Regions from separate parts of the Gossypium hirsutum genome. Here region 1 is linked to region 2. Evidence: chromatin contacts called from public Hi-C data. All regions are on one chromosome and are shown on one strand. The core of a region is the stretch at or near the end of the contact, and the rest is flanking DNA. Distances in the headings are between cores, read along the strand shown. Region 1 has its middle 18 kb from the start of LOC121208995. Region 2 overlaps LOC107896742 (ras-related protein RABC1).

Evidence for each region. A called contact is a pair of places that touch in the nucleus more often than the background predicts.
Region 1: a Hi-C map of leaf shows a contact between it and region 2, with 2.3 times the contacts expected there. The contact joins two enhancer-like sites. A contact is called at or near these places in 5 of 34 Hi-C or Micro-C datasets (all in leaf).

Annotation. Positions count from the first base shown.
Region 1 is chrA10:92,210,135-92,213,652 of Gossypium_hirsutum_v2.1, forward strand. No RefSeq gene overlaps it. Among protein-coding and RNA genes, the nearest start is that of LOC121208995, 18 kb to the right of the region's middle. Within about 2 kb of position 1,482, at least 3 of the 9 cell types and tissues checked have an H3K27ac peak or open chromatin away from gene starts, as enhancers often do. A contact at or near this core is called in leaf, where this site is marked.
Region 2 is chrA10:92,042,423-92,045,864 of Gossypium_hirsutum_v2.1, forward strand. All of the region lies in intron 5 of LOC107896742 (ras-related protein RABC1), which reads left to right. Among protein-coding and RNA genes, the nearest start is that of LOC107896742, 12 kb to the left of the region's middle. Within about 2 kb of position 2,104, at least 2 of the 9 cell types and tissues checked have an H3K27ac peak or open chromatin away from gene starts, as enhancers often do. A contact at or near this core is called in leaf, where this site is marked.

The DNA.
Region 1 (3,518 bases), core at 232-2,731, 170 kb after region 2:
GTTTTTATTTTTTTATTATCTTATATTTACCCTAGTATGATTTTTTTATTAAGCGTATGTTCATGTTATTTAGTTTTGTCTTAATGATATTATTTATGTTTGTATGAAAATGTTAGAATATTTTGTACATCTATGCTTCATGATGCATTAATATGTCATCTTAAAACGTCATTTAAAATAATATATCAAGGTTTTTTAAAAAAATAAAAGGCAATGCTTGATGTTTGGAAACTTCGAGAAAGGTAGTGCCCTAACTTACTGGGTTGCGACTTTTCTCGTTGAATTCGAATAGTCAAGCACCCTTCTAAGTGATTTTGAGTTTTCAAAACTTAAACAATTATTTCGAGATTTCAAAACATAGTGTCCTAACTTACTGGATATGGCGTTTTGTTGTTTCGAGATAGAAATTTTCGAAAGACGAGTTTAGTTTTGAAGGTTTTAAAATGTTGCGTCCTAACTTACTGGATGTGATGTTTTGACTCGTTTGAAATAAGTGAGCCTTAGTTTTCAAAATTGAGACATTCTAATTAAAAGAGGTTTGCATCTTAAAACTTTCAAATTTCTGACATTAAAGACACTTGATAATCAATTAGGTACCAATTTTTGGGCGTTACGAGGGTGCTAACCCTTCCTCGTACGTAACCGACTCCTGAATCTGTTTTCTCGACTTTCGTAGACCAAAATTAATGTTTTAAAACAAAACATTTTATAAGGTGATCTAATCACACCTAAAAAAATTCGTGGCGACTCCCATTTTCGTTTTTCTTAAAGTCAATTCCCATTTTCCAAAACTCGATTTAAAAATAATTTAAAAATGGTTTCGACAATTAGAAACAAGATACTTTAGAGGATTTGAAAGAATTGAGAGAGTTGAGAGAAGAATGTGAATAAAAAAATGAAATTTAAGGGATATTTATAAGGTAAAAAAAGGTTATCGTTAGAGGTTTTATTTTTTATTTTTACCATTTGTGGCAACATTCAAAAAATCGTTGGGATTTGACTGTTAGCTGAACAGCAAAACTAGCTTATATCCATAATTAAATTTAAAATAGGCTCAAAACCCTAATTTAAAAAGAAACGGCCTTTAAGCCTTATTTTACCTTCTATATAAATTTAAAAAAGAATTTTAATATTGTTTGTAATTTTAAAAATTCACATTAATATTATATTAATAAATAAATATTTATATTAACTAATGATATTCTAAAATTATAATTTTAAATTACGCTAAAAATTAAAAAATATAAATTAAATATAAAATTTAAATGTAATATAAGGAAAGAAACTAAAATTTAATCATTACTATATTTTGTAAAAACAAAAACATTTTATTGATACGTGTTTGGTAAGGAATGGCTTATGCCTTCTTTATTTTATATATAGAGAGCATAGATTAAAAAAACCCAAGAAGTTATATCCTATCCAGAAAAAAGAAAACAAGAAATTCTCTATATATATCGGACTTTGAACACTATCTTGTCTGCCATTTCAACTGTTCAATTTCCCACTGCTTTAGATATTTTAATCACCCTGTATAATATTAGAATCTGCTGGTCAATATCATTATTTCTTTAAAATAATAAACATACTTTTTAAGTTGCTAATTGATACACGTAATTTGAAAACTTTATTTTGTATTTATAATTTTAGACATTTTGGACAAGGTAAACGAAACTTAGTTAAATACACTATTCATCCAGTCAAATTGCAAAATAATTTTTAAACTTAATTACTCATTTGGTCTATAAATTTGATACTTCCCCCAACCTAATATTTATGTTCTTTTCTACTTATTCTTTTTCATCTACTATTTTAGTGCTTTTTTTTCCCTATAATAGGGTTATGAGATTGGACAGAAATTACTCCTATTATCATAATTTTTTTAAATATATATAAAACTTTAAAAAATTAAAAAAAATAAAATATATTATTATTTTAAAATTTCAAAAGTAAATATCAAAATATATACAAATCTAAACGATTCTCAAAATATATAAACAAAAATAAAAATTCATCACCATCGGTTTTTTCCCTTTTGATCAAATTCACCCTAAATTTTTATGAAGCAGAGTTTTAAGTTTTTCATCTTAAGTTTTATTGTTTTTAAGTCGCAGAAAAGACACGCAACCCTGTCCAAGGAATACTAAAAACTAAAGATTATTAGAAGAAACAAAGACTCAATGGGATGTGTTTTTTGGCCAACTTCTTTGGGAAACCAAACAAAAAGTTTTGACTATTAGGCCCTGTATTTGTATAAATTATGGATTTAGTACCTATACCTTAATTTGATTAATTTTAGTTTCTATATTTTCTCAAATTTGAAATTTTAGTCCTAACTTAATGGTAGCAATTAAATTTGTTTGGTTAAATTATGTTATTAGTCCTTTATTATGCATAAAGTATATATTTAGTCCATGTTCACTAATTGTATCTGGCTATAATTTTTAATTTCAAAATTTCACTATTAATACAAATGAGAGTCATTAAATCTATTAACTGGGGTTTTTAGTAATATGTGAAATAAACAAACATATATAGCATTACACCTGTGATAATATGTTTGGCACATTAAATTTTAAAAATAACTTATCTTAATTAATGAATTTAATAGTTATCATTTGGTTAGGATTGAAAATGACCAAATTAAAATGTAAGTACTAAATCCATAACTTACTCAAAGTATGAGGTCTAATAGCATAATTTGACTAAAAGTTTCTCACCCATACAGTTCGCTTTTCCCTCCCAATGCAATTCCAACTCATCAGAAGCAGCCAAAACAGAGAGAACACGAACACTAACAAAAGGTTAAAATATGCCCATAATCATCACAAATTCGAAATTTAATTTTTTATTTTTATTTTTAAGAATTTAATATTTTATTTTTTAAATTTTTAAATTTATGTTTAATTATTAATATTATTAATTTTTTAAAATTTTTTAATGTGATATTTTAAAAGAAAAAAATCACTTAATAATCATATAATTAAAAAATAGCATTGTAATGACCTTAAATTTAACAAAATAATTTTACCAATGTTAATAATTAGTCTTCAATTTCGAAATCTAAAAAATAAGGACTAAAATCCTAAAAATAAAAAATATAAAGGCTAAATTTTAAATTTATAAAGAATACAAAAATTCATAACATTTTTAACTCTAAAAAAAACTTAATTTTCGGTAAGTAATATATATCGAAAAAAATACAAAAATTAAAAGAAAATCCGGCTATCGTTTTTTTTTTAACTTTTGACCAAAAATTTCACTAGAAATTTTTTAGAAGAATTTTTATACAAGTAAACTATCAAAATAGTCACTTTTAATTCTCTCATGTTACATTTTAGTCACTTATTATAAAATGTTACATTTTAGTCACTTATATTAATGTGTTGTAACATTTTAGTCACTGTTAATTATCGTTAACGGTGTAACGATAAGCTAACGTGCCACGTTAAATCATCATTTCAAACAAAAAATTTAGATTAATTTATATAATTGGTCCCCATATTTTTTCGTTTTGA
Region 2 (3,442 bases), core at 854-3,353:
GTCCAACTGTTGTTGGAATTTTTTAAATATGTCACTAGTATTATCACCTGTAGACATTTTTTTTAAAACCTGCAAAACACTCAACACTCAAAAATAAAAGTTATCAAACCTCACCGTTAATCACTCAAAAAGAAAAAATCAAATTCTCAATGAGGTCGAATTCAATCTTGTGAGTTCTTTATCAGAGTTTATATCAACCAATTAGAGAGTGTGAACCAAACTACCAAAGAATCCTAATTTGCACTAGGATGCCAAAAACTGACGAGACACCAATTGATTCGTGTTGCACCGAGGAAGAAGTTGTGCACACGTTTAAATCCTACTAACACAAGAAACAAGAAGGTGTTAGATAACGTAAAGGAAGAATAAAGGGAAACAAATGAAAACCTACAGCTAAGAATCAATAAAAATTGCTGAAAACAGAAAACCCGAAAAACTGCGGAGTAACTTGACAACTTCGTTCGAGGTGTTACCGATCTCCAAAAATCACGAAATTAAATCTGGAGTGTCCTTATATATTGAATTTTTGATCTGGAAATTTTGGGCACCAAATTCAACCCGCTAAATATTTTTTTAAATTTTTATTGAATTTCGTATTTTTTTATTTTTTTGACTTTTCTGACTGATTTTTTTGCGGGAATAAATTTTTTATATTCAATCACAGTGCCAAAAATATGTATGTAAAATTTCAGATCAATCGGACAACGTTTACCCACTCAAATGAATTTTTTTAAACAATTTTTCTGGGTAAAACTGCCGTTTATGCTTTAAAAAATAGAGATCAGTTTAGAAATCAACCAAGAACACCCAAAACGCCCAAAATCTGATACCAAATGATACGGGGTTGCGCGCGGACCAAGATCGAGTTGCCAAGTCACGAGAAACTCCTACGAAAACCCTAAACAATTAGATCTGAAACGAAACAGAAAATTAAAAGATTAGATTTTTGAATTTTCAGATCTGAAATAAAATCCCCAAATCAGCAAAGAATCAAATTGAGAATAGAAATAAGTGTTAGGGTTCTTGAAACCCTCAAGGAGATTGTGATTCTGCCCAATTGAACACCAAGATAGTTTTCCCCAAATTTCGACAATCTAATTTCACCCAAAAAGAGTATGGAAAAACCCTAGAAATTGGGGATTTTTGGGCTGATTCCTTAAGATAGAAAAAGGCTGAAAACACAATAAGAACAGAAAATAGATTAGATAATGATTCAGCACAAGTAGAAATAAAGAAAGAATTGACAGTAAGAAATTAAAAGATAAGTCCTAAGAAGCCTTGAAATCTCGAAAGATCTCACAACTCCCTTCAAACGGCTCTAATCTCCCCTCCAAAGAATATCAATGGCAAGAAGAAGGTTGAAGATGGCTCCCACAATCAAAAAGATTGTTAAAACAACTTCTAAAGAAAACTCAAGAGAAAATCCTTGAAGAACTCAAAGAGAATTTTCACTCAAATCAAATCTGAAATTTTCAATGTAATTGTAATGTCATGTAGGGTGGCTGGCCAAGCCATATAAATAGGCCTTTCAAATGTTTTCCTAATTTAATTAGAACACTAAAACTAAAACTAAAAAAAACTCCTAATTATTTTAATATGGAAATTCGGCCAAGGGTCTTTTATTTGGGACTCTTGGACTGAATATAAAAATTTAAACTAAATAAAATAAATAAATAAATAAATAAAAATAAAACTTTACAACTTGGGCCACTTTAACAATTTGGCCTGATTTTCAACTAAGTATGGGTGGATTTCTTGATTGGGCTTGGAATCTTCTTATTGGGCCTCGCCTTCAAGAATTTGGGCTTTTGTGACTCGTATCATGAGGGGTGGGAATTGTTTGTGCTTTTACACTTTGCGAATAGGCATACATTGAGAAGCCATTGTTCTGCATAGTCTAATATTACTGCTCGGAATCTGAGTTTTCGTTTTGAGGTAACAGTGCTTCGAGCACATATTTGACATTTGGGAATGTTCCATAATTCCATTACCTGTAGTGACATTGTTCAGTCCTATTGGGGGTATCTCATACCCCCATCAGTCTATAGTGACATATAGGACCATTTTATCCATTCTTTTCTCTTTAATGATGTGAATCCATACCAGTATAATCTAACCCCACATCAAACCTAATTCACTCGCAATTTCATCCTTACTAGTCAAAGCATAACTGTTCCTCTCTCTTAGCGCAAGTTTGCAATGCCTTGAGTCCCTTCACTGTCAATGAACCCGTTGCTGAGGCTTTAGGGTATTTCTTCCTAAACTCCCTTGGAACCTCCTCCTTTTTCCAACTCGCCCTTTTCATTGTTCCACCTTTAGTATTTCTTCCTAATGTTGTTTGAAAAGTAATCAAACATCTTATGCCTGGTAATTTTATGTTTTGATGGTCGATTTTGGGCTATCGGGTGTTCGACATTGGATATATTTGTGGCTTTTTTTGTTTTATGTGTTCCAGTTTTTGGATATGATCGCTGCAGCTTGTTGCCTTTCTTTGTTCGATTTAGTTAGGTTTTGGGGCTTTGAATTTGGTTGTCTCTCGGTTCAGTCCTAGGGTGTTGTTTGTTCTTTCTTTTGTTGGTAGGGGCCTTTCTTGTTTCTGATTGGGTTGTTAGGATGTTAGGTCTTTTATACATCTCTCTTTAATCTTTTTCCTTTCTTTGATTCTTTGCATAACAACTTGGTTTGTTCATTGGGATTGGGACCTTCTAACAAGAATCAGCATACCCATGTATTATGAATACCTGAAGAACACGATCAGGATTTAGCTAGGCTGCTTGTTTGGTTGTTTTCAGCTTCTTCAAGAGCATTCCTTTGCCAGAAAAACTAGTCCAAAGATGGCTATTGCTTTATGTTTTGTTTTGACATTTTGGAATTGATTGTTTTTATAGTTTTAAACCTTGGGAATGTATAGGATTTGAAAGGTTGAATGAAAATGGATTTTGCGCTCTTTGTTAAGCAAATGAGTATAAAACTTGGAGAGTGGTTGGGCATTAGGACACCGAGGCCGGGTTCAGAAATTATGGAAAATTTGCTGATAAACTTGCATTGAACATCAACATCTTTTCCACTATTATTACTACCAGGGATCAACTTGTGGAACATTTTTCAAGTTATAGTTAGACAAGTTTAATATGCTAGGATGGGTGTATGCTGCAATCAAGTTTGAAAGGGCATGATTTGATTGTGCTGTATTATTTTATTTTGTTTGTGGGCAAGAAAAAACTTCATGGTTAGTTGTGAAAGAATGCATTGAGACTTCTTTCATTTGCATGTGGCTGCTTTTGCTTGGTTGCATAAGAGTTCAAATTTTCATTACTATAATTTGAAATAAAATTTTAAGGAAACAAGCCTCACCATGTGATTACAAGGATAGGGCATCGTGTATGGGCACAGAAACTACATGAAATATTGGTACTGTTATACATACAGTATTGTTGCTGGG